Regions from separate parts of the Mus musculus genome. Here regions 1, 2, 3, 4, 5 and 7 are each linked to region 6. Evidence: chromatin contacts called from public HiCAR-type, HiChIP or PLAC-seq and promoter capture Hi-C data. All regions are on one chromosome and are shown on one strand. The core of a region is the stretch at or near the end of the contact, and the rest is flanking DNA. Distances in the headings are between cores, read along the strand shown. Region 1 holds the start of Zfp362 (zinc finger protein 362). Region 2 holds the start of 1700086P04Rik (a long non-coding RNA gene). Region 3 holds the start of Zc3h12a (zinc finger CCCH type containing 12A). Region 4 overlaps Zscan20 (zinc finger and SCAN domains 20). Region 5 holds the start of Trim62 (tripartite motif-containing 62). Region 6 holds the start of Tmem35b (transmembrane protein 35B). Region 7 holds the start of Azin2 (antizyme inhibitor 2).

Evidence for each region. Promoter capture Hi-C pulls out the DNA fragments that hold promoters and counts their contacts. HiCAR-type assays count read pairs that join an accessible place to other places. HiChIP or PLAC-seq counts read pairs in DNA pulled down with a chosen protein or histone mark.
Region 1: an H3K27ac HiChIP or PLAC-seq map of large pre-B cells shows a contact between it and region 6, with 8 times the contacts expected there. The contact joins the promoter of Zfp362 here to the promoter of Tmem35b in region 6.
Region 2: a promoter capture Hi-C map of hippocampal neurons shows a contact between it and region 6, with 4 times the contacts expected there. The contact joins the promoter of 1700086P04Rik here to the promoter of Tmem35b in region 6. A contact is called at or near these places in 2 of 39 promoter capture datasets (cranial neural crest and hippocampal neurons).
Region 3: a contact with region 6 is called in an H3K27ac HiChIP or PLAC-seq map of bone marrow-derived dendritic cells, with 4 times the contacts expected there. The contact joins the promoter of Zc3h12a here to the promoter of Tmem35b in region 6. A contact is called at or near these places in 2 of 39 promoter capture datasets (cranial neural crest and liver) and 1 of 115 datasets of contacts at active chromatin or transcription factors (bone marrow-derived dendritic cells).
Region 4: a contact with region 6 is called in an H3K27ac HiChIP or PLAC-seq map of large pre-B cells, with 5 times the contacts expected there. The contact joins the enhancer-like site here to the promoter of Tmem35b in region 6. A contact is called at or near these places in 4 of 39 promoter capture datasets (the 3T3-L1 cell line, the C10 cell line, hippocampal neurons and 1 more), 1 of 115 datasets of contacts at active chromatin or transcription factors (large pre-B cells) and 1 of 9 other capture datasets (liver).
Region 5: a HiCAR-type map of astrocytes shows a contact between it and region 6, with 3 times the contacts expected there. The contact joins the promoter of Trim62 here to the promoter of Tmem35b in region 6. A contact is called at or near these places in 1 of 39 promoter capture datasets (liver) and 1 of 115 datasets of contacts at active chromatin or transcription factors (astrocytes).
Region 7: a contact with region 6 is called in a promoter capture Hi-C map of hippocampal neurons, with 2.5 times the contacts expected there. The contact joins the promoter of Azin2 here to the promoter of Tmem35b in region 6. A contact is called at or near these places in 2 of 39 promoter capture datasets (cranial neural crest and hippocampal neurons) and 1 of 115 datasets of contacts at active chromatin or transcription factors (embryonic stem cells).

The regions. Positions count from the first base shown.
Region 1 is chr4:128,804,442-128,807,970 of GRCm38.p6, forward strand. Zfp362 (zinc finger protein 362) reads right to left here and starts at 1,671. Exons shown (of 9, transcript NM_001081098.1): 1 at 1,571-1,671.
Region 2 is chr4:129,056,583-129,060,021 of GRCm38.p6, forward strand. 1700086P04Rik (a long non-coding RNA gene) reads right to left here and starts at 1,571. Exons shown (of 2, transcript XR_868180.3): 1 at 1,206-1,571. Rnf19b (ring finger protein 19B) reads left to right here and starts at 1,562. Exons shown (of 9, transcript NM_029219.2): 1 at 1,562-2,314. The coding sequence starts at 1,689.
Region 3 is chr4:125,125,977-125,129,230 of GRCm38.p6, forward strand. Zc3h12a (zinc finger CCCH type containing 12A) reads right to left here and starts at 1,905. Exons shown (of 6, transcript NM_153159.2): 1 at 1,791-1,905; 2 at 630-1,106. The coding sequence starts at 1,072.
Region 4 is chr4:128,592,385-128,595,820 of GRCm38.p6, forward strand. It overlaps Zscan20 (zinc finger and SCAN domains 20), which reads right to left. Exons shown (of 8, transcript NM_177758.4): 3 at 1-122. Among named protein-coding and RNA genes, the nearest start is that of Zscan20, 16 kb to the right of the region's middle. Within about 2 kb of position 1,842, at least 54 of the 459 cell types and tissues checked have an H3K27ac peak or open chromatin away from gene starts, as enhancers often do.
Region 5 is chr4:128,882,628-128,886,209 of GRCm38.p6, forward strand. Trim62 (tripartite motif-containing 62) reads left to right here and starts at 1,417. Exons shown (of 5, transcript NM_178110.3): 1 at 1,417-1,950. The coding sequence starts at 1,543.
Region 6 is chr4:127,124,221-127,127,399 of GRCm38.p6, forward strand. Tmem35b (transmembrane protein 35B) reads left to right here and starts at 1,823. Exons shown (of 3, transcript NM_001099319.2): 1 at 1,823-1,973. The coding sequence starts at 1,869. It overlaps Zmym6 (zinc finger, MYM-type 6), which reads left to right. Exons shown (of 14, transcript NM_001285885.1): 14 at 1-154.
Region 7 is chr4:128,960,570-128,964,223 of GRCm38.p6, forward strand. Azin2 (antizyme inhibitor 2) reads right to left here and starts at 1,886. Exons shown (of 11, transcript NM_172875.4): 1 at 1,732-1,886; 2 at 1,515-1,635; 3 at 794-990. The coding sequence starts at 898.

The DNA of each region.
Region 1 (3,529 bases), core at 421-2,920, 1.7 Mb after region 6:
GATTTTATGGGCCTGGCCTCATACCACTCTGCTGCCTGTACAGTCACCAGCCAGTCCAGTCAGCCACTTCAGAAACTCAACTGATGTCCAATCAGGAGACTTCAAAGTGGCAGGCCGGGTGGCAGAAAGGAGTTAACACAAGCAGAGGACAGGCCCAGAACACAAGGGCCAGGCAGTCAGCTACTCCTATGTATATCGGGACCCACAGGAGCTGCAGGCCTGTACCCAGCTAAAAACCCACCACTAAGGACATTCATCAACAGAGGCCATCTCTGGAGGCTAAGAAGACCACCCATACCTGAAGGGGGTTCTTCCACTGCAATCAACCAGACTTGCCCCAAGAGGGGGCTACCAAAACTTCCTGTCCACCAAGGGGGCTCTGGCCACCCATGAAGGGGCAAGCCTCCCTCCATCTCCAACACACACACAGCTCCTAAAGGATCCACACTGCTGGAGGACAGGGTGGCAAGAAGGGTCATGTCCTCATGACAGGGATCTTAGCTCCAAACCCTGGGCCCACTTTATGCCCCTAGAGCCAGCCAACTCCCCCAAATCTGGGGCTACAATATAGTTCCTTACAATACCACTTTGATACAGAGCCTCGTCCAAACGACTCCTCCCAAAACCTCTCACCTCAGCCCTACACACACACACACACACACACACACACACACACACACACACACGACATCCCCACCCACGCAGTTCTGGGGAAACCGGCAGTTAACTTTTCCCAAAAACCCTGCAAAGGCGACTAGCTAGGTGGGAAGAAACAGAGAAATGGGCCCCCATATCCTTTCGCGGCATCTCAGGGCCCTCAGGGGAAGAAAAAAAAAATCTTAAAAAAAAAAAAAAGCAAGAAAGAAAAGAAAACTTTCAGAGTTAACTTTAAATTCCCAGCCCCCTCCCCCCAAATCACCCGGCAGCTTCTCTCCCCCTTATTTTTTCCTTTAAAGTGTAATTGTATTGTGTCTCACCTCCCCGAAAGGCTCCCGGCTCTCTCCAAAGAAAAGGAAAAAAGCCAACCCTTCGGGTGCCCCCTCTGCTTCCAGCCGCCTCTCCCACATTCTCAGACAGTTTTATTAAAATCTTCAGACAAAAGAAAAACAAAAATGGCAGCCTGGCTTATTTTTAAAACAGGACAGGGACGCCATATTCTGCAGATCTGCAAAAAAACGGAGAAATCCGGCACTGGCCGCTCCACCGGGCCGGCTGCAAAGTGCGCGAACCGCGCCGTTTGCAATCCGTTTATTTGCATTAAGCCCCATGAATCATTGTTTACCGGAGAATTGCAGCAGGTTTGAATAGCCCGGCTTAGGAAAACACACACGCACACACTCGGAGACGAACCCCAGACACGCCGCGGGAGACGCTGCCTACCCCGCGCGCGCAGCCGCCGCAGCCACGGCCGCCCCGGGGCCCGGCCCGAGGCACCGGCGACCCCCGGGCCCACGCAGCGCGGCCGCCCCGCGCTGACAGCGCTCGCGCCCGCCCGGCCCCCGCCCCGCAACTCGGCGCAACTTTCCCGCGGGCGGGCCCGCTCCCCCGCGCGCCCCGGGCCCGCACGGACCTGGCAGTGCTGGCGGCGCTCCGGGACGCGGCCGCAGCCCCGAGCCCGGCGGCCCGAGTAGGGCCGGGCTGGGGGCTCCCGGCTTCGGCGGTGGCGGCGGTGGCGGCGGCGCGCGGCTGGGGCTCGGTGCGGAGCGGCGCGCAAACCTTCCGGGTCGCCTGCTGTTCACTTCTGGGTTCTGCAGGCGCCGCGGCGGCGGAGGCCGGCTGTGCAGCCGCGCGGCCCCGGCGCGCTGGGCCCCGCGAGCGAGCCGCGTCCGGCCCCCCGCCTCTCGGCTGCGCAGCCCGCCCGGCCCCGGGGCTCCGGCGAGTGGGCAGCGCCCGGCGCTGGCGACGGCGAGGGGAGGGGGCCGGCGGGGCGGGGACGGGCCGCGCGCTGGGGGCCCCCGCTCGGCCCCGGGGCCTCGTCTCGCGCTCGCCGCCGCCGCCGCCAAGGAAAGTTGCGCGGCGCCCCCTGCCCGCGCCGCGCCGCGCCGGAGGCTGAGCCACAAAGGAACTCCGCGCCCCCCTCCGCCCGCCCGAGCCGCGCGGGGAGGGCACCGGCGCCCGGCCCTAGGACAGCCCCTTCCCCAGCACGGGGGCTCCCGGGGCCCGGGCGGCCGCGGCCATTGTCCCGCCCAGACTCCGCTCCCGGGTGGCGGTGGCCTGGGGACCCGGGACTGGCTGGTCACGCTGCTCTCGGGAGGGGTGGGGGTGTCCCTCCTTGGGAAATCGCAAGCTGGTGCAGACCCCCACGGTGCTCCCCCCCCCCCCCACACACACACCCGGTGACAAACGGCCAGGCTCAAGATCCCTGCTAAGATTTTGGTTATTTATTTCTGAAGAAAGGACGTGGGGGCGGGGTGGGGTGCAGAAGTTTGCACAAGCCAGGACACCGCTTCCCAACCCTAGGCCTGAGTCTCAGCGGTGGGGCGACCAGGAGCTGACAGCACTTCTAGAAAGTCTATCAGAGGTGGCACCGCCTGTCCCCCCAGCTCCAGACCTCAGAGCCATCTGCGCGACTCCTCCTCCCGCCTCACCCTCCCCAGCCAATCAGTCACCAAGTCCTCTTGATTCGGCCTCGCGGGCTGTGTCAACTTCTAAACTTCACTTCTACCTGAGGAGGCAGGCATTCCCGATTCCGAACCCGCTTAGATTTCTGTGGCACACTCTGCTGTCCACCTGCAGGCCTAGAGGATCAGGGCTGCCTCTGCCGTCCTAAGCATCCCAGAGAAGGAAGGACACAAAAAACCATCCTGCTTTCTGGGAAGTATAAGTTCATAGGCACGTGCGCTAGTTGGCTGGGAACACAGTTCTAAAAAGTGTGGACAAAGTCGCTGTCCTCGTGAGGATTCCAGTTTAGCACAGGATGTCACACATTGGGGAAGCTGGAGGGTGGGACCCACGGAGGTCGTTGGTTCCTTCTCAAAGCATCAAGCACACAATTCCGGGCATAGGGCAGAGGCACAATAAGCAAGCGGCAAAAATTAACTGGAATGATATGGTATTGACAACACAGAGAAGGCTACTCTCCTAGAGAGATAGGGGCTGTTTTCAGAACATGGCTCTGGGATGAGCCTGGAGAAGAGAGGAACACCTTTGTTCTGAAAACAAAAAGACTAGCCCAGAGTTGAGAAGGTTCTGTGAGGAAAAACACTGGCCAGCAATGGGAATGAAGCGAGAAATCACCCGTGTAGAAGAATCAAGAATCGAGGTGTGGGATGTGGGGCATGGGTTTTAGAGTGACTTCCTTCCAAATGCACAGTCAGAAAAGGAAGAAGAAAACAAATGAAGGGCACATCAGCAGCCATGAATCATGCTGACGGTGTGCACATTTGACGAGATGAAAAGCAAACCTTCCGGGGCTGGAGGCATGACTCTGCAGTTAGAATGCACTGGGCCTGAGGACCTGAGTTTGGTTTCTACCACCCAAGTCCTGTGGCTCACAACAGCCTGTAACTTTAGCTCCGGGGGATCCGAT
Region 2 (3,439 bases), core at 321-2,820, 1.9 Mb after region 6:
CTATTTAGAATATTTGTTAACACGACAGACAGAGCCTAGCCGAGTGTCATACAGACCCAGCAAGAGCTGGAGCTGGTGACGTGTTCACGGAAGTGTGTTTTAGCTATCTAGCATTAAACCTCTTTTCTTCTTAAGGAAAACTACCCTTCTGCCCTACACACACACACACACACACACACACACACACACACACACACACACACACAAAGTCCTGGTGTTGTCAATTCCAGCCGTCATATTTTTCTGTCCTTCTCTTTCTTGGGTTCTTGGCAGCATTTGTCACAATTGACGGCTGACCACTTCCTCTTGCAAACAAATTGTCTTGGCATCTATGACATCACACCTGCTTGATCATCTATGACATCATACCTTCTTAGGCCACTAGACCCTGTTCTTAGTTTTCATTACCGGACATTTCTTCCAATGGGCTTCGTTTGCTGTGTTGTTGTAATCTCAAAAGTTTAAAGAGTTGCGGATCTGGTTTTAAGTATTGGCCAGGAAAAAAAAATCAAACAACTTACTATGTTCACATATCTGTTCCTACATTGCACGATCCCCACCCCCATCTCCTTAAGGCATGCTAGACAAGTGAATCACTGTAAGCCTTCACTGCCATTCCTTATTAATAACAAGACACTGTTTTTATCTTTAAAGAAAGATGCATCAAGATGATTGTTTTAACCAATGAGATTCAAGCAAAACTGGGCAGAACTTCCTAAGCAGTCTTCTTAAAATAAGACATTTTTCTTCCCACCGTTTGGAATATGGCAGAATGAGGTGAGCTTAAGACAGAAGCTTGAACTGTCGATCTTCGGACATATTTTTCATGGAAAGAAAATTCTCTATCATAAGCCTCCCTCTCTCATTTCTCTAAGCCAAAATCTAATCCTGACCTGGCTTTGCTGCTGTTGAAGGTATTTGCTTTTCTCATCACCAAGCCTAAGGGTCTTTTGTTAGAGGAACTGGGGAAGGGGGACTGAAAGAAACCATTTCTAGAAGCGAAATTGTTGGGCCTCTTTCTACCAACAGTGACTAACCAGAGTACCTGAGAGATACAGCTTAGGAGTAAGTTCACTAGTTGACAGAAAACAGCAAATGCTAGAATGAAAACTCTGGACTCATTCTTGAAGATAGGGGAGCCTGCCTGTCTTATCTAGAAGTGCGGCTCACTTTGAGGATCTTCAATGAGTGACTATATTCCTTACCACTTAATGGCTAGCATCAACAGAAATGTTGGGCGGTGGATCGGCGGGAATCACTACCAGATCAACGCTCGTCTTCTTTTTACAGACGAAATGAAGGCATCCTCATTGAAAAGAAGACCCCTGACTCCTGGACAAGGAACGGAGGGTGGAGCCTGTGCAAAATATGGCTGCGCCGGACCACCTGACCGCAGAAGGCGGGGCTTCGCCGCAGCCTGCAGGCCCCGCCCTCCAGGCCCCGCCCAGCTCCTCTCGCGGGGCCGCGCGGGTTGTGAGGTGTCTGAGGCCGGCGCCTGCGCAGTTGCCCGCGGCGCGCGGGGCGGAGGCTTTATAACCACTTCGTAGCGGCTGGTCGGCTTCTGTCTCTGGGAGGACTGCCGAGGCGGTGGCGGCGGCGGCGGCGGCCGGGGCGCCGGCTGGGAGGGGGCGCTGAGGCGGGAGCTACGGCGGCGCTGGGCGCCCCTGGCTCCTCAGCCTCTGCGGGCCATGGGCTCCGAGAAGGACTCCGAGTCGCCGCGCTCCACCTCGCTCCATGCGGCCGCCCCCGACCCTAAGTGCCGCAGCGGCGGCCGGCGCCGGCGCCTCACCTTCCACAGCGTCTTCTCCGCCTCGGCCCGCGGCCGCCGCGCCCGGACCAAGCCTCAGGCCGAACCGCCGCCCCCGGCTGCGCCGCCGCCGCCGCCGCCGCCCGCTCCGGCCCCGGTTGAGGCTCAGGCCCCGCCGGTGGAAGCTCTGCCCTCCGAGCCCGCTGCCGAGGCTGAGGCGGAGGCCGTGGCTGCCGGGCCGGAGGAGGACGAGGCGGCGGAGGGCGGCGGCGCGGAGGAGGTGGAGTGCCCGCTGTGCCTGGTGCGCCTGCCGCCCGAGCGGGCCCCGCGCCTCCTCAGCTGCCCGCATCGCTCGTGCCGGGACTGCCTCCGCCACTACCTGCGCCTGGAGATCAGCGAGAGCCGCGTGCCCATCAGCTGCCCCGAGTGCAGCGAGCGGCTCAACCCACACGACATCCGTCTGCTGCTGGCCGACCCGCCGCTCATGCACAAGTACGAAGAGTTCATGCTGCGCCGGTACCTGGCCTCGGACCCCGACTGCCGCTGGTGTCCGGCCCCTGACTGCGGGTGAGCGCGGGGGCGTGGCCGCGGGGGTCGTCCCGGGTGCAACGGGTGTCACACACCTTGAGGGAGGAGAGGATGGTGCCCAGCAGGAGGTAGAGGACGGACGATCACGAGTAACCGACCCTCAGACCAGCCTTGCAACCGGTCTGATGGCACTCAGCACCCTATACCTACTTGCTTGAGGTGGCTTGAGGTGGTGGCTGAGTGCTAAGAGAAGGGAACTGTCCATTAAGTCAGAATATCCGGGTGAGCAGGGGTTTTTTTTGTTTTGTTTTGTTTTCTTTCTCTTTGCCCAGGAAGGGAGAGGTGTGTGTATGTGCGTGTTATCGTAATGATTGAGAAGGAATATTTGTTATAGGAGAGAGAATGAAAATGTCCTACTGAAGGGGCCGCGCTTCCGAGGGGTGTGTCCATATGGCTAGGGGCGCACTTAGCAGCAGCATTGCAGAAGGCGTGTTCTTCCACACAACCGCTGCTGAAAGTTGAGATGCAGATGATGAGAGAAGGCAGCTCACTAACAGCTCTAGGGGCACCCTGGGCACTGCGTGCTGTGCTAAGCCACTGGCAGGCACCTTGTGGTTCCTAACGTGCTGCCGAGGGCAAAGTCACAACAGACTTTTTGACCAGAAAAATCAATAGGGCTCAGAGGCGGTGTCTACCCAGAAGTTGATCTGGTGTGAGAAAATGTGTTTGCCTACCTTTTCAGTCTTGAAATCTGTATGACAGTCTTTTTAATGTTCCATGTATGCTTGATTTCAAAGGTCAGTGAGTTAAAATACTCTTTAGAGCAGGAATTACTGATTTCTCTGTCTGAAGCTTTCAGTGGAGGTCCTCCACCCCCTTTCTTTAAAACAAAACAAAACAAAAAACTTGGTTGTCTCTATCATTCCAATATATGAATGGTCAAATGCAGCCAAGAAGGGGCTCTTCAGTGTGATGGGGAGTCAGACTGCCATTACCTGTTCTGTGACCTTGGACAGATTAATTATATTCTTGTGTGTCATGTTTTGGGGGCAGAAGACTCTCGGGCACTTGCAGCGCCTAGTGTAAAGGTAATGCTAGTAAAAAGGTATGTGAACCCTTGCTTCAAAGGATTTAAAGGCTTTTAATTGTAGCCTGTGTATCAAG
Region 3 (3,254 bases), core at 655-3,154, 2.0 Mb before region 6:
GAAGACTCAAGTCATGGAATAACATCTGTCCACTGAGTACTTCTTCTTTTTTGAGACAGGGTTTCTCTGTATAGAACCTGGCTATCCTGGAACTCACTCTGTAGACCAGGCTGGCCTTGAACTCAGAAATCTGCCTGTTCTGCCTCCCAAGTGCTGGGATTAAAGGTGTGTGCCACCACGCCCGGCTCCACTGAGTACTTGTAACTCTCCACGTTCTATGAATTTTCTCCCCACAGGGGCCACCTGAGTGGAAAGTTTGACAGGAGAAGAAAAAGCCCAACTGGCTAAGTGACTGGCCCACGGGTTAATCCCTTATACTGTCCTGCCTCATGCCGTAGGCAAGGATAGACCATGGCACAAGGTACACTCCAGGCAAAGAAGGCTGGGTTTGAATCTTTGCTTCTCATTTATCAAGAAGTGTGACTCTTGGCAAGGATTTGAGCTGTTTTCCTTCTTATAGCATTGGAGAAACAGCCCTGAGGAAGTCTTTAAGGCTTAAGGGGTTCCTTCTGGCACATGGTGGGATCTCACAGACAGCTTTTGTGTTCCTTCACCAGTCCAAGAGAAAAGCCAAGCCCCCTTCCCAAAGGAAGAGCTACAGACACTATTCCACAGGTCTCCACACATACCTCATGGCCACATTGCTTCCGTCGATGACCACAGGTCTCAGGTCGCTGCCCTCTCTGTCCTCCTCTGGGAGTGAGGGTTCTAGAGTGGAAGGCTTGGGGGTGCTTCCACCCCGGGGCACCAGAGGGGGCTGGGGGCTGGGGGCCGTCAGGGCCTGGCATTCTCGTTCAGTAGCTGAGCCATGCTTCACCAATTCCCCTAGCACCGTGTTGGTGTCTGCTTGGACTCCCAGCTTCTGCAGGACACTGTGGATCTCAGAGGACGAGTACCCCAGTTTACGGAAAAAGTCCACCTTCATCTGCAGCTCGGAAGTAGGGGCCTCTTTAGCCACAGGATCCTGGTCTGGCTGAGGTCGACCCTGGCTGCTGTGTCTGTCCTCAAGACTCCACAGACTCATGGTGGGGTTGGATTCTTGGACAGGCTTCGTTCCACAAGGGTCACTCATATTTCACATTCTTGGAATGTGTCCATCACAGCTCCTATTGACCAGACCACAGGGTTAAGGGCAAGCAATGCCCAATATAGGTCTCTTTCAGACTCTCTTCCACAGAATGGGGCAACACGAACTGAGAAGACGCTATTCAAAGCCATTCTCACGTGTCAGCCCACGCTGTGCTCTCAAAGAGCTCTCAGCATTAGTTATTTTTACAAGAGGGAGACCGAGGCACAGGCAGTAAGCGTTTACTCAAGATCATCAACTCAAAGTTTGTGATACAAACATTTGAACTTGGTCTGACTCCACCCCCAAACCCCGTTCTGTTCCATGCCAACCCAAGGGACCCAAGAGGCAGGGGCGGGGCTCTCAGAAGGAAACTGGGGCTGGAAGTGCGCAGGGGACCCAGGGGCTTCCCCATTGTGGCCACCGCCTTCGTCTCCGAGTCTCATACTTCGGCTCAGGGACAGAGTTCTATTCTGGGAAGGACAAGTTTCCGGGGTGACCCACGGAGAGAAAAGTTGCTGGGCGACTCTGGTTGGCTACCGGGCCCGGTGACGCGAGGAGGTCCTGGCTAGAGCCCGGAGAACGCCGGGTGCCCCAAGACACCCCGTTCCACGCACCAGGGTGAACTCAGCGGGGTCCCAGCGATGGAGACACTGCCCGCGCGCGACCCTCCCGGAGTCAGACCCAACGCAGCGCAGCACCCGTTCCACCCGGTAGCACTCACCCCGCTGAGCGCCGGACGTCGTCTGTAAGGTGTCCATGGAGCCGAGTCTCGGGCTCTGACGGCACCTTCGTAGCCGCGACAGGCGGGCAGGTGCTTTAAGGGCAATGACGCGGAAGCCGGGCAGGGCCGCCGCCCCTTCCTGCTCCGCCTCCCTCCTGCCCCGCCCCACGGTAGGTCGGAGCCGGCTCCGCCCCGTTTCTGAACAAGTCCCGCCCCAGCATCTCTAGCCACGCCCCTGGCCACACGAAGTCTGGGCGGCTCCAGGCTTGTACCACCCGACTGCTTAACGCCGGCTCTGCAGAAGCAGGTTCCGTGCACCATGCAAAACCGGAATAGAACGGCCTCGCAGGTTCACTTCAACAACTTGACACGTCCACCGGCTTGGTCCAGGTTTCTAGTTGCACAAGTTGAGGCCACAGCCGGCAGAGATCCGGCCACTCCAGTTCAGTCACATAGGTTGTGAACTGAAGCCTGTTCAGCGATAGAGTCACACTCAGGACCAGGGACACTTTTCTTGAAGTAAATACCTTCCCAAGACAGGAGGGCTCCACCACCACAAGTTGCATAGTGGTGGAGGAAATGCCAGGAAAAGGAGGGACATTGACACCAATCGCCATGGGAGAGTCCGTGAAGAATGCTATCAAGCAGACTGCAAAAACTCATCTTGTCCCTTATCCTCAAGAGGTCAAGATCCCTCAGTCGAGCACAGCCCTGTACATTATCATCCTGGGGCTTAGATATTGGACAGATCCTTGTGCTCAGGGACCTTCTGTTTTCTTTGGCTTTTGTTGTTCTTTCTGACACAAGGTCAAGCTATGTAACCCATGCCGGCCTCAAACAGCCCAGTGGCCCCATCCATCAGGATCCTGTGTGCTGAGGTTATAGGTGTGAGTTATCATGCTTGCTCCATTTACCTCTGAGAAATGCAGGAAAAAGCTGAAGGGCCTCAGCCATGTAGATCAAGATAGGAGGTCCCAGCTGGGTGTGGTGGCGCACACCTTTAATCCCAGCACTTGGGAGGCAGAGGCAGGAGGATTTCTGAGTTCAAGGCCAGTCTGGTCTACAGAGTGAGTTCCAGGACAGCCAGGGCTACACAGAGAAACCCTGTCTTGGAAAAAAAAAATAGGAGCTCCCACTCTGTAGCACCAGGGACCACTATGAGCATTCTGGGGGACACTAGTGACTCAGGGCAGAGGGAAGGGAGCCTGGCTGTCAGTGTGCCTGCATGCATGCACGAATGCATGTGTGTGTGCTAGAGAAGAGAGAGGTGCCCAGGAGAGGGAGAAAGGGAACCCAGGACCTGCACACAGGAAGACAAAGTCTATTATGTCACCAGCATGCTTGCATATAGGGAAACTGAGGCTCAGGAAGCCAAAACACTCAAAAGTAAGAATTAATTACTGTGTGTCAATACTTCAGTCATATCTCACCTGTCTAAGCAAATGCAGTTGTCTTCTAAGGACA
Region 4 (3,436 bases), core at 592-3,091, 1.5 Mb after region 6:
TTCTCCACCCACTGTTTTCGGGGCTGGCCCTCAGAGCCGTGGGTCACTGGCTGCAGCTGGAACCTCTGGAACTCCTGAACTGCTTCGAAGGACCTGGAGTCTTCAGAGCATAGCTCCAGTCCCTACACAAAATCAACCATCAGATCGGTGTGGTCCCCTCAATGGGACAGGACTGTTACCTTGAGTGTGAACGTGTTCCATGGGGTTAACAGATTCTTAGGATCCAAAGAGGGTTTTAACACAGTAAGAAAACTATCAGACTGACTTCAGGAAACAAATCAGCATTTATACTACCATATGAATTCTGTCTGTGCTACCGAACGAGGTCTATCTCCACTACGAAATGAGTTCTGTCTTGTGGAATTCTGGGAGGCTACACAAGTATCTAAAGCAGGTGAACACTATTCAAAATGCTCTTGCTTCACAGAAGTAAATTACATAAAATGTTGTGACCTTAAAAATAACTGATAAGCATATTTATAAGCCTGCTTGCCTCTGAAGTAGTTACAATCAACAAAGAAGCTGCATGGATAAACTCTAAGACAATCCTCACTCTAGCCAGCTCCTCCAGCTGATACCACGCTACAACGGAGACTTCAACCCCTTGGGCCAGAACTGCCAACACGGAAGAAAGGCAGATTCAACTGACAATGACGAGGAATGAGACAACCATGAGGATCGTCTCAAGTTTCTAATCCAGGAAGGAGCTTAGACATCATCGCTCCACCTCAGCGAGAAGTGAGCTGGACAAACCCAAGCCGAACAAGACTCAAAGCTCTTAGATCCATCAGAGAAGCGAGGCCACACCACCTAGGCCTGCCCTCGAAGCTGGAGAAGTAAGAGAGGTGACTTCACTGGAGGGGAGACCTCTGAAGGGACCGGTGCTGGCAGGAAAGCCCTACAGCTAGAGGCACAGGGCAGGCCACCTGAGAGTCAGGCTCCAGGAAACCCAGTCACCAAGACAAGGGCAGGTGAGCTTTACCGAGTGTCACTTCCAAGAGCTCTATCCATCCTCGTAATGAGGGGAATGCGCAGGAAAGTCCCCTCATGATTCTGCAGGGTGGGGTGGAGTAGGGACAGGAACCACTGTGAAACACACCAGTGTACTCTGTGAACAGTGAGTGCCGGAGCATAGCCTACTTTACATAAAGGAGCTGCCCCTTCTGTTTCCCTACTATTCTGCACAGGTGACAGGAGTGCCTGCCTGAAGCCCTTTCTAGCAGCCTGCCCCACCCACAAAGGGAAGCCTGAGAAATACTGATGAATTTCAGAGTCCAGAGCACAGAGCTGTAGACTGCCCACTAGACATGCTCTGCCACTGTATTCTAAAAGACTTACTTACATAGCTCCTTCCACCCAAGACATCATATGCCACCTTTTAACCAAAACTTTCAAGGCATACCGGAAGGCAAGCAACATTTTGAAGAGCAATCAGCATGAACCAGTGTCAGATGGCAGAGAGCTGGGATTATCAAACCATAAAACTTAAAAATAGTAACCCAGGTGCCAACGGTCTAAACACACTAACTAGCTGGCATGGTGATTCTCATCTGCAATCCCAGCAGTTGGGAAGCTAAGGCAGGAGGATTGCAAGTTTGGGAGCAGGCTGGATTATACTATAAGACCCTATCTCAAAGATAAATAAACAAACCAAGTAAAAGGCCAAGAGTGTATAAAATATGACCCAAATATATGCTGTAACTAAGAAATCCACTTTAAATATAGAGACACCTTACAGATAAAAGGCAAAGGAGGAAGTAAGAGATACCAACTTAACCCTAACCAAAAGGAAGTGGGCCGGAAGATGCCTCAGTGGTTAAAGTTCTTGACACACAAGCAGTTCAGGTCAAACTTCAGACCCCAGAGCCCATGTAAATACAGGGTAATCATGGAGGCCTGTCTGTAGTGCCAGCTTTAGAAGGCAGAGACTGGGGATCCCAAGAGCAAGCTGGCTAGTAAGACTAGCCACATCCGTGATCTCTCGGTCTGACTGAGACTCCGCCCGCCTCAATGAGTAAGGTAGAAGAGTGATTAAAGATGAATCCTGGCATCAACCTCAAGCCTCCAAACACACACACACACACATGCACACTCGTGCACACACACATGTGCACACACATGCACATGTGTGCACACACACATGCACACACATATAAGCACACCCTAACATACATGCAAACATGCATGCACACCATACACATGCACATGAAGAGGGGTGGAGTAAGAGAAGCTGTATTAATTTCAGAACAGGAGACTTCAGAGCAAGAGAAGTTCCCAGGGCTGAAGAGTGGCTTCATGATATGATACAGGGGTTTGACACTCCACAAAGGCATGATAATTCTCATCCAGGTAAGGACTGCACACACCTTGATCCTCCATACTTCTAATAACACAGTCCAAAACTGACAGAAGCAGAAGAGGGTGAGTACAGTCAGTGACGTCAGCACAGCTCTTGGAACAGACAAAACCAAAGTCAGTTGAAGGGAAGAGAGCGATGAGCGGTGTAGACTCACTAGCGGGACAGAACAGCAGAGGGATGGCTGAATTCTGCAAGGTAGAACTTCTAACGAAGGAGTACAAGATCTGCCCTCATGGACCATTCATTGCCACGGCAACCACATGCCAGGCCACAAAACACACTAAGCGAATGTCAAAGGGCAGGATCGTGACAAGTGGGCTCCTCGGATCACATGGAAGTGACTCAGAAACAGAAAGGTAGCTGGAAAATCCATGATACTTGGAGCTCAAACAATATACAAGTAAATATTTGAGTCAAGGAAGAAATTTCAAGAGAAATTACTTTAAATTACATGAAAATACAACTTAAGATAAATAGATAGATAGATAGATAGATAGATAGATAGATAGATAATTAGATAAAAGCCCTCGGGATGCAGGGAGAGTTGCAGAGCTTGGAAGTGAGTTACCAGTGCTGTATCCAGAACACAGGACTGGAGAGACGGCTCGGCAGCTGCGAGCACGCGCTGCTCTTCCAGAAGACCAGGTTCAGCTCCTACCACCGAGTTCATGAGTGGAGCAGCCTTGTCATGCCCACCAAAGAATCTTTCACTGCAGGCATCTACTCCCTGTATCTCTTATACATTTTCTGTCTCTGTTTTATGATGCTCCCTGACCCTCAAGGGAGGTTGTATGGGAGAGACGGCCCAGTCAGAGCTGAGTACTCCAGTCTCTTACTCTGCATGATAACCAGCTGTGAATCTCTGCTTTAATCCACGTCTACTGCAAGGGTAGTTTCTCTCATGACAGAAGATGCAGCAATCCATGGGAATAAGGTAAGAATTTAGGGGGCAGTTTAATACTATGTCCATTTAGCAGAATAATAGTATTTGGCTCTCCGCTAAGGCCTGCGACCTCGTCAGTGGGGTTTTAGCCTAGTTAACAGCGCAAACATGAGTACCATCTTATGGAGCAGGTC
Region 5 (3,582 bases), core at 167-2,666, 1.8 Mb after region 6:
TCACTGTACTGATGATGTAGTGTGTATCTTGCACACCAAGAAACCCAAACCAAGGCAGGCCATTTTTCTGCTCGAAAGCCCAACACCTTCAAGAAATTCTTCTCTAAGATGCCCATGCCTTTCACCTTCCCCAAACTTCTTCCTTATCCCACTCTCAACAGAACAGAACAGAACAGAACAGCATGCAGGTCTCCATGTGCCCCCCCCCACTCATGCTTCTGTTCTCCCTGTCTCTGTCTGTCTCTCTGTCTGTCTGTCTCTCTCTTTCACCTTCTTAGAAATCCCTTTCCTCCCCTCCATCTGGCAGAGATGACAAGGTCTCCCATTATACTTTTTTTCTTACTCCAACTTCTTATACACACACACACACACACACACACACACACTCACACACATGCTCACACAGCAATGCAGAAACATCCGATGAATGGAAAGAACCTTTGAGCTAGACGTTAGGCAGGGTTCTCTCCACAATCTTCTACTAAGAGCCCTCCTTAGAAAGGGAAGAGGAAATAGAACCTAAAGGTTTAGGAGAATGGCGACTTTGAACTTAGCCCATGCCAACAGGGCAAGTCTCTAATTTTATCACTACAATCTATGCAAACATTATATATTCTATGCAGACTACAGAGCACCGTCTTGTCTTAATACTCAGTTATTATTGCCCTTAGTTCTTCAAATTGATCATCCGGAGAGATGTTCCTTAGGTGCTATCTTCTCACTTTTTCTTCATTAGCTGTCCTCTCGCCCCCTGCCGCCAGGACCCTAAACAAACCTGACAGCTGTGCAGACCCAGAAGAAACAGCTGTTTTTCCCGTCCCTGGGGGTCAGGAGCACAGTGGCAGCGAGGCGGGGTCTGGAGGCCCCTCCCCTCCCCCCGCCCGCCGCGGGGGCGGAGCGGCTCGGGTCCCGCCCGCGGGGGCGGAGAGGGAGCCTGGGCGCCGGGCAGTTCGGCTCGGCTGGTTCCGGGTTGAGAGGCTGCGCTGGACCGAAGCGGTGGCCGCTGAGCTGGTGCGGGTAAGGGGCCGCGCGGGGCCGGGATCTGCGGCCAGGGTCGGGCAGCTGAGTGGGCCGGCACCCCTCCTCTGCTCTGCCGGGCAAAGCCGCGGTGCGGCTGGGTCTGGCTGCTCTGTCCCGCAGAATTCCCCATCCCCAGCTCGACCCCCTCTCAAAGCTTTTCGGGTCCCGGGATTCCGCCCCTCTTCGGGATCTCCTCCTCGCAGCATCTATCCCTTGGGAGTGTCTGGTCCTCTAGATCCTCCTCGCCTGGAGCCCCTTCCTTGGGACGCCCTCGGCCTCTCTCCTCCAGCGCCCATCGCTGGTGGCCACCTAGGACCTCGAAACCGAGCTCCGGTGCTCGCATCCCGGGTGGCACCCACTCGGCACCGAGCCCTCGCGCCTCCGGCGTCGCAGACAGCTCCCCCCGCGCTCCCCGGCGCCTGTCGCCCGTGCCCCCGTGGGCCTGGCCCCCGGGTACCGCCCCCAATCGCGCCGCGCCGGCCGCCGGCCTCCCGGGCTCCGCTTCGCGCCGCCCCTGGCGCCATGGCGTGCAGCCTCAAGGACGAGCTGCTGTGCTCCATCTGCCTGAGCATCTACCAGGACCCGGTGAGCCTGGGCTGCGAGCACTACTTCTGCCGCCGCTGCATCACCGAGCACTGGGTGCGGCAGGAGGCTCAGGGCGCCCGCGACTGCCCGGAGTGCCGGCGCACGTTCGCCGAGCCCGCGCTCGCGCCCAGCCTCAAGCTGGCCAACATCGTGGAGCGCTACAGCGCCTTCCCGCTGGACGCCATCCTCAACGCGCGCCGAGCCGCGCGACCCTGCCAGGCTCACGACAAGGTCAAGCTCTTCTGCCTCACGGACCGCGCACTGCTCTGCTTCTTCTGTGATGAGCCCGCGCTGCACGAGCAACACCAGGTCACTGGCATCGACGATGCCTTCGAGGAGTTGCAGGTGCGAGGCGGACAGGCGGGGCTGTAGGTGGGGTCAGGGTTCCAATAGGGGCAAGGGCCACAGGCCGGCTTAATGCCAAAGGGGCGTGGCTCCTGTGAGGGGCGGGGCAGGGGCGGGTCCCTTGAGCATCACTGTGTCAAATGGGCTTGAGAGAGATCTGGATGGGAGACAGGTCGAGGTGGGATAGGATGATGGAGAGAGGAAGCTACAGCTGGACCAGATGCTGGCTGAGGCTGAGACAGAATGGGAGACAGCAGCTCCTTCTGGACTTTTGGGCAAAGGAAGGACCACTATCAAAGCTAACCTGGGAGTCGAAGTGGGGTGTGTGGGAGGGGTGAGCTACTCTAAATGCAGCTACAGAATTCTGGAATGTTTGGGGCATTGTGGGATGCGGCTTGCTGCTCCAGGTGTTCATTGAGATCTAGAGTGAGGCCTGGGCCTCGGTTGGATGATGAAAGTGAGAGTTAAGCTTAAGACGTGCAAATTGTTCAGAGGGCAGGTTTGGGTGCCAAGATTAGATCAAGGTATGTGAGGTGAGAGTCTAAGGTCGGCCTCAAGTTCAGATATGACAAGAACCTTTTTTTTAAAATTTAAACCAGAGTAGGGGCCAATTGAGAGTGGAACCAGGAATTAAAGATTCAAGATTTGGAGAATTAGACAAGATTTGGAGGAGGGGAAGACAAGCTTCTAGGAATTCCCAAGGCCTGGTGATGACCCCTCTTGTCTTCTACATCCGAATCTTTGAGTACTCAATTGGACATAGCCCTTAACTGCAGCTAGTCTCCCCTAAACCTTTCCGTTGTCATTGACAAGAGGGCAAGACCCTGGTCAGTGTGTTTAATACTCTAAGACCCCACCCAAACATTTTCCTTTCCTCAAGCTCCATTGTCGTGTGTGTGTGTGTGTGTGTGTGTGTGTGTGTGTTTGTATAGAGAGAAAGAAATATAGGTAGATACACGTGCTGAGAACTACATTTTCCTGGATGTCTTCTATCAATAAGATAGTATTGATATCAATAATCAATTATTTTATTGTCTGTGTGCAAGTATCTTGCCTGCATGTGCACCATGTGCATGCGCACCAAGAGGCCAGAGGAGGGCATCAGATCCTGTGGACCTGGAGTTACACACGATTGTGAGTCACCACCGTGGGTGCTGGGAATCAAACCCAGGCCCTCAGCAAGAGCTCTTAGCTGCTGAGGACGGTGATGTTGCCGCCTCAGGGGTGGGACTCTAAGGAGAAGCATTCCACGATCCGCTTTAATCGGATAATGCAGCATATCTTCCAAATCCTCCCCACTAGAGGATTCTCAGTAACACAGTCACCTGGTGGAATTCTGTTACACAATCTTGGTGGGAGGATACCCACTAAAGCCTATTTAATGATGCTCAAGCGTCTTTGACTTCTTTTCTCAAGCTGAGCAGTTTCAGCCCAGCCAGTCTCTTCCCTGGCTTTGGGATACCAGTCATAGACAATACCTCAAGGTAGCAACAGCTTTTTCCCTGGCATGTTTATTGTCCCCAAACTGGCACAGGCTTAGCCCACAGGACCTATCAATAAAACTTGAATGAATGAATGAATGAATGAATGACCAAACTTGGTCTAAGTTCACCCCAGCTGGAGGATTCCAAA
Region 6 (3,179 bases), core at 573-3,072:
TTTTGTATAAGTATCCTAAAATACAATTTGCTAATGTATCTGTATTTTCAGTGATTAAATGTTTTAATATTTTTCCTTTGTTGTACAGGGATTTAAGAATTGTGGAACTGAGCATAATTATATGTAATTTTAATAACACAAGGGAGAAAATGTAGCCTTTATGTTGGTGATTGTTCTTGAAGTTTCAAGAGGAAATGTCTTGTTTACGGAGTTCCCCAAGAGACCAGGCCAACCCACTTGTCCCAGTACACCAGTTAGAGGTGAGCAGTGAAGGGCAGAGCAAGACTGGGCTGGGAAGAACAAATTGTGATTCATTGACCCCACCCACCTCAGCAGTTTTTGTTTTGTTTTGTTTGAGACAGGGCCTCTCTGTATAGCCCTAGCTATCCTGGAACTCATGTCAACCAGGCTAGCTTAGAACTCAGAGATCTGACTACCTCTGCTTCCTGACTGCTGGGACACAATGCCACCTTAGTTTGAAGGACTAACTGGGACTCTGAAATATCACAGGAAAAGGGAACAGTGGAGGGTTGGGCGCCTGACAGTCGGACTTCTTGGTAAGGACAGTCGTCTGATTGATGGTTCTTTCAGTTCTAGTTTTGCAAATGGTTCCCACTTTAGGGAGCAGTTTGGTTTTAGCCTCATCACTGTGGCATTTGCCCCATTTAAGGCCTGGTCTGCTCTGCCAGACTCGCTGCTGCTTGGAGCTGGCTTTGCTTCTTCACTGTCATTATGCTTTTGGGTGAGTTTTGTCTTTCCAAGGTTATCTATCACAGGAGAAAGTGACTCAGGGGAAAAAAAGTGACAAAACAGAGTTAAGTTAGGCCAGCAACCAGTACCTTCCTGCATGACCAAGTAGGCATGTGCACTTTAAAAACATGAGCAGTTTTAGTCACCAGCCATATCGCCAGCCCTCCGAGAGTTATGTAGATGGAAGCAGATCCAAGTACGTGGCCAGTAAGCATGAACAGTGGGAGGGTTTGAGACCATAGGGCTTCTTTTGGACCCATAGACCAGGGCTTGGGAATTATTTTATTTTATTTTATTTTGAGACTGGCCTTTGCGATATAGTCCTCACTAGCCTAGTTCTTGCTGTGAAGTTCATTCAACTCTGGGCAGTCCTCAGGCCTTATCCTCACTAGTTGGGGAATTACAGGCACATCATGCGTGGCAGTAGCCAGCTTTCATGAAAGGTCAGATAGTATTCAGTGGCTCAGCCATAGATGGTATACAAATGGATGCAGGTCAACACTTTCACCCTTGTACCCCGAGGTGTTAGTTTTATATAATTTTCAATTGTTGTGAAAATTCCTTGAACATTGCTTAATCATTTCTAGAATGTTATTATTTTCCTTATGGGTGTGTGTTAAAAAACTCGACAACCGGAAAAAATTGGTCCTCTGTTTGCCAGTGCAACCAAGTAAGGGATTCTTTAAATATCTTTCTCATTTTTCTTTTGGTTGAGCAATGGGAGGGGCAGGTATTTTAGGCATAGGTGGACCAGAAAAACTTACAGTTACTGCTTTATTGCTCATTAATTGTAGGGTTCACTGATTTTCTAGTAACTTTCTGAAGGCCATTGTGCAACTTCCATACAGCTGCAGACCCAGAGACACTCAGGGAGTTGGGTGGTGTCAGATTCCTCTAGCACGGGTGGGTTTGAAGGCCAGATCGCGTGGACACACACCCGATACTCCGCACCCTCCACAATGAGTACAGCCTGTAAGGAAAGGCCTCAGTGGGCGGGTCTTAGCGGAGGTGGCCATCAGTGGGCGGGGCTGAAAGTTGGGCGTAACCGGGTGGGCGGGCCGGACCGACTGTAGTCTTCCGGTAGGGAGGAAGAGTCGTCCAGGAAGGCGGGCGCTGCTATGTCGTTCAGGGTAGGCGTGTTGCGGGTTCTGCTTGGCGTCTTCTTCGCGCTCACCGGGGCTGCCAAGCTCTTTCAGGTCTCGGCCCCCGTGTCACAACAGATGGTGAGCGGCACCCGGGGAAGGACAGTGTGTGCTCGGTTCCCGGGGGCTTCATGCCTTCGGGCTCGAGGCCGCCTGGGCCTTTCCTCCTATTTTCTACACCTTCTCCAGGTGGGAGGGCACGGGACTTAACTGCTGGCTGAGCATGTTGTCCCCAGGCCGATTTAGAGTTGGAGAAGTGATGGGACTCAGGAGGTCCAGGAAGACAAAGTGAAAAAGTGACCTAGCACCCCTCTCCACCCCACATCCACCAACCCATTGTTCCAGGTTGGGGAGGCAGAATTTTACTTTATTTGGTTTTTGTTTGTTTGTTTGAGCTGGTCTTCTGAATGTGTCCCTCTGGCTGGCTGGCCCGGAGCTCACTCAGTGTAGTGGCTGGCCTCGAACTTGCAGAGATCCACCTACCCCAACCTCCAGACTACTGGGATTAACGGCTTACCTACCTTAGAAATCTTTTTTAAGCTTGAAACTAGTCATGATGGTAAAATGTAATTTACCAAAACATTACACAGCTATTCAAGCAAGGCTCAAAGTAGACCAATCTAACTAGACTCCTCAGTGTCCCACGCAGCCTGGGACAGAAGCATAGAAGTCACTGACTGTAGTTCCTTATCCCGAGAGGGTCTACCAGCAGTTTCCAGACCCTCAGAGAAGCCAGGCTCTGTGGAAGACCCCTGTTGCCACCTCCCAAGCCTGGGTACTACTACGATTTTCTTCTCCTTTTCCTCCTCCTCCTCTCCTCCCTTCCTCCTTTTTTCTTCTTCCTTTCCTCTTTCTTCTTCCCCTCCTCTCCTCCCCTCCTCCTCCTCTTTTCTTCTTTCTTCTTCCCTAAGATGGTGGGTTCTTTAGGATAGATATGGTAAAAGCCAAACAGCTTAAACTCTCTGCAGGTGTGTCTCATGTGCGGCCCTTGGACCACATACACTCCAGGATAGCTGTCACTGTAGCCCAGCATAAAAGTGTAAATTTAAAATCCGTGCTTTTTTTCCCCCTTTCAATTCAGCTGTGGGGTTCTGGAGCAGCTCTGTAGGTGACAGTATGGAGCTCCCTCCTTGGAAGCCAGAGTAGGACAGGCAGGGCTGCTGTTGGACCACAGGAAACAGTCCTGAGGGTGGAGCAGGCCCAGGGAAGGGTCTGAGTAGGGTGTGTTACACCCCCTCAGCTGTTCCTTGTGTCTGCCACAGTAGAATCAGGACCTGCATAGAAGAT
Region 7 (3,654 bases), core at 636-3,135, 1.8 Mb after region 6:
CCTGGGACTCATTTTCCTCTTCCTGCAACTTCTTTTTTTTTTTTTTAATGGATACCCATTCGGTGTTGTCCAACATAATAATTGAGGCAGAGGCCAAAGACCTTGAAAGGGCTTGGATCTGGAGAGAAACCGCCCTTAAGTAGTTACAAGTCCCTTTAATAAATGCTATATGGGACTCTACAGAATAAGTGAGTGGCCCTGGAGGCAGAGAATACAGAGCCAGCCAGAAGCAAATCAGGAAAAAGGCAACCGTAGAGGGAGGGAACCCTGAAGACAAGCCCAGCAAAGGCCCAGTGAAACAGCACCTCACATACACAGCGACTCTGCTCTAACTGAGCAGAGCGCAAGCCTGAGCATGAAGCCGGAAGTGCGGCTGGGGGTCCTGGGGCAGTGGGGAGCTGTTGTGGGATTCTGTTCCGGAGACTTGCAGCAGGTGGGAGAAACAGGAGAAGGTCCTGGGGGCTTCGGAGAGAAGAGGACCAACCACAAGGGAGGTTCTCCCGTGAAGTTCCTGGAGCTGGGTATGCCTGAGTGTAGAAGGGGAGAGCGCAAAAGGCAGGTACTCCGAAGTTCCCACCTGGAGTGCTGGGGAGACCGTGAAGGTGGAGATACTGTTCTTTTCTCAAGTCAGGAAACACAGGGAGGGCAGATGTGGGGGCAAGGACCAAGAATTGGAGATAAAGGGGACAATCTAGTAAATATCAAGTAAACAAATACCAATACCGAGAGAATGGGAGGTCTCCTACAGAGAAGAGGACAGGCAACCAACCCACACCCATTTCCATCCCCTCACCGAGGTGGCCTGGGAGGCCCCCAGAGTGAGCTCCTCCAGCAGATCCCGGGTGCTGAAGCCCTCCTCCACCATCACAAAGTCCGATTCACTCAGATAGCCAGCCATGCTGAGCAGGAGGAGCCCAGGGGCTGGAGGAAACCGCTGCCTTGGAGCACCGCTGGCTGCCTTGGCCACCGCCTTAGAAAGTATGCAACACACTGTGGGGAGAGGGAGATGGAGGAAACCGCTGGGGAACAGGCTGCATCCCTCACCTCCCCAGGCCTACGGTCCCTGCCCAGTCATGTTCTGTGCCCTTGCCCAAGCCTGAGAAGCCGAGGTTCGCTGGGAATGGTGAAGTTATGTCTGCTAGAGCCTCAATTACCCCCATCTGTTAAATGGGATTGGTTTGGAGTTCTTTTCCAGTTCTGAAATTTGAAATTGGAAGAAAAAAAATGTGGGGACAGATCTGAGAAACCTAGTTGGGGAAGTCTCCTTCCAATTGAAGGATTTCTCCAGTCCAGACTACACCTACCTAAAGGGCCAAAAAAAAAAAAAACAAAACCCGTGAGCTTGAGTTCGAGTCGGCTCTCTGCTTCATGACCTTGGGTCAGTTTCCCCATTTATAAAAGGTTGGTCCTGACACACTAAGAATGCTCTATGAGCCACGGGTGGGTTCTGTCCGCGGGACGGCTCTCTCAAGTGCAGGGCGGGGGTCCCGCACCCCAACCCCAGGCCTCCTTACCAAGCCCCGTCCTCCTTCGCGGGGGCCAGAGCCAGGCGCGCTGCTAGGGGGGGTCGCCGGTGACCTCGAAACTTGTGCAACACCCCGAGGAGGAGTGGCAATTGCGGAGCCGAGGCCCCTGCTGAGAGGAGGCAAGGGGGGCCGGGGGAAGGGTCAGCGCCCAAAGCCGAGGACGCCCGCTCCCCGAGGCTCCCCCCCAGCCATCTCCTGCACTCGCCTTAAAACGCATTTACACGGCTTCGGCCCATAGGTCTCCCCAGCGAGTGAATCGGATCCTCGGCGCCTCCGCTCGCTCGCTCCCCCCGGCTCCGGCCCCGCGGCCTGCGCCCCGCGCGCCCAGCAGCCACCGACCCCACGCCCCGCCTTGCGCCCGCCGCTCGCTTATATAAGCCCCGCCCTAGCCCCGCCCCGGTGCCCTGGCCCCGCCCCTGCCTGCTCCGTAGCCAGGGCAACCGGGTGCCGCCAGCCCATTGGTCGATTCGGACATAAAGCATTCAGCCCTGCGAGGCTGCTCCGCAAAGCTGCGCAGCTAAGCAAGCTGGCTGACTGATGTCCGCGGAGGTCCACGCGGGGAAATCCTTCGAATCCTAGGCGTCTACGTGGTCTGAGCCGCAGATCCTGCGTCCTGCGTCTCAAAAAGTGACTCCGGAAAACTTTTCTGTCCCTGGCTGAAGTCGATGGCCCCCTGCTCCTCCCCTGGTGAAGTTCTGGCTCCGCCCTTGGAGCCCAAACCTCTCCTGTCTTATTTTGTAATATGACCTTTTACTTAATCGCCTCTTCTAGGCATTTTAAACTCCCAACTCAAATGCCAGCTAAAATGTATTCAAATAGAATTTTTGTGGCTTCACGAGCTCGGGGTGATGCCTTCATTCTCAGAATCCACAAGACTCTGGTGAAATGTGGCTTCGACTCAAAGCATGTCTCCTCTTCTATACACAAATCCCTGTTCATCCATCAGAGTCCAGTGTAATATCTTCCTCTATCGGACCATCCCTGGCCCCGAAACGCAATGGGACTCACAGTCCTTGTCTCTGTCTGACCCCTCCCCTCCTTCCCTTGAGCCTTAATATCAGTTGCTGAGATACCCGCACCTGCTTTCCTTTTTTTTTTTTTTGCCTGATAAAACATCTCAGCTTTGTGCACTCCAAGGGCAGGGACTGAGAGCCGGGCTCCTTGGAGTGCTTAGCATGCGCAGGGTGTTGCTCAGAAGCTAATTCAAGAGTTCTCCGGGTAGAAGTCCGAATGCTGCTTGTCTCTGCGCATGTGGCTGCTGACTGGGAAGAGACAGAATGGAACCTTTCCGGTGCTTGGTAATGGTTACAGGTGTGTGTGTGTGTGTGTGTGTGTGTGTGTGTGTGTGTGCGCGCGCGCGCTCCTTGAGTTATACACATATGATTAATGCCCTGTTGTACCTGTTATGTATACTACGTTAAGAGTTTGCAAGTTTTAGCCGGATGTGGTGGCGCACGCCTTTAATCCCAGCACTTGGGAGGCAGAGGCAGGCGGATTTCTGAGTTCGAGGTCAGCCTTGTCTACAAAGTGAGTTCCAGGACAGCCAGGGCTATACAGAGAAACCCTGTCTCGGAAAAAAAAAAAAAAAAAAAAAAAGAGTTTACAAGTTTTAAGCCAGGCATGGTGGCCCATAGCTTTAATCCCAGCAAATCTCTTAGTTCGAAGCCAGCCTATTCTACACAGAGATCTACTACCAGAGCTACACAGAGAAATCCTGTCTCAAAAAAACAAGAAAAAAAATTACAAATTTTAAGAAAACCCTTGGTAGGGTTGGAGAGATGGCTCAGAGGTTAAGAGCACTTGTTGCTCTTTCGAAGGACCAGGTTCAATTCCTAGAACCCACGTGGGAACTCCACCTAATTCCACACCCTCATCTGACTCCCCTGATCACCAGGCACAAATGTGGTACACATATGCATGCAAGTGAAACATTCATACACATAAATCTTTTAAAAAATAAAGAAGGAAAGGAGAGCCCTTGGCATATAATAAGTACCTCATAAATGCTACTGACTTGCCAAGAATATCCCAAGTTTTATTTGGTAGAAATCTATAGAGTCTCACTTAATTAAACTGCCTTTTAATTATTGCTTGAAGTATGTCTGGGGGTGAGAATGTAGCTCAGTTA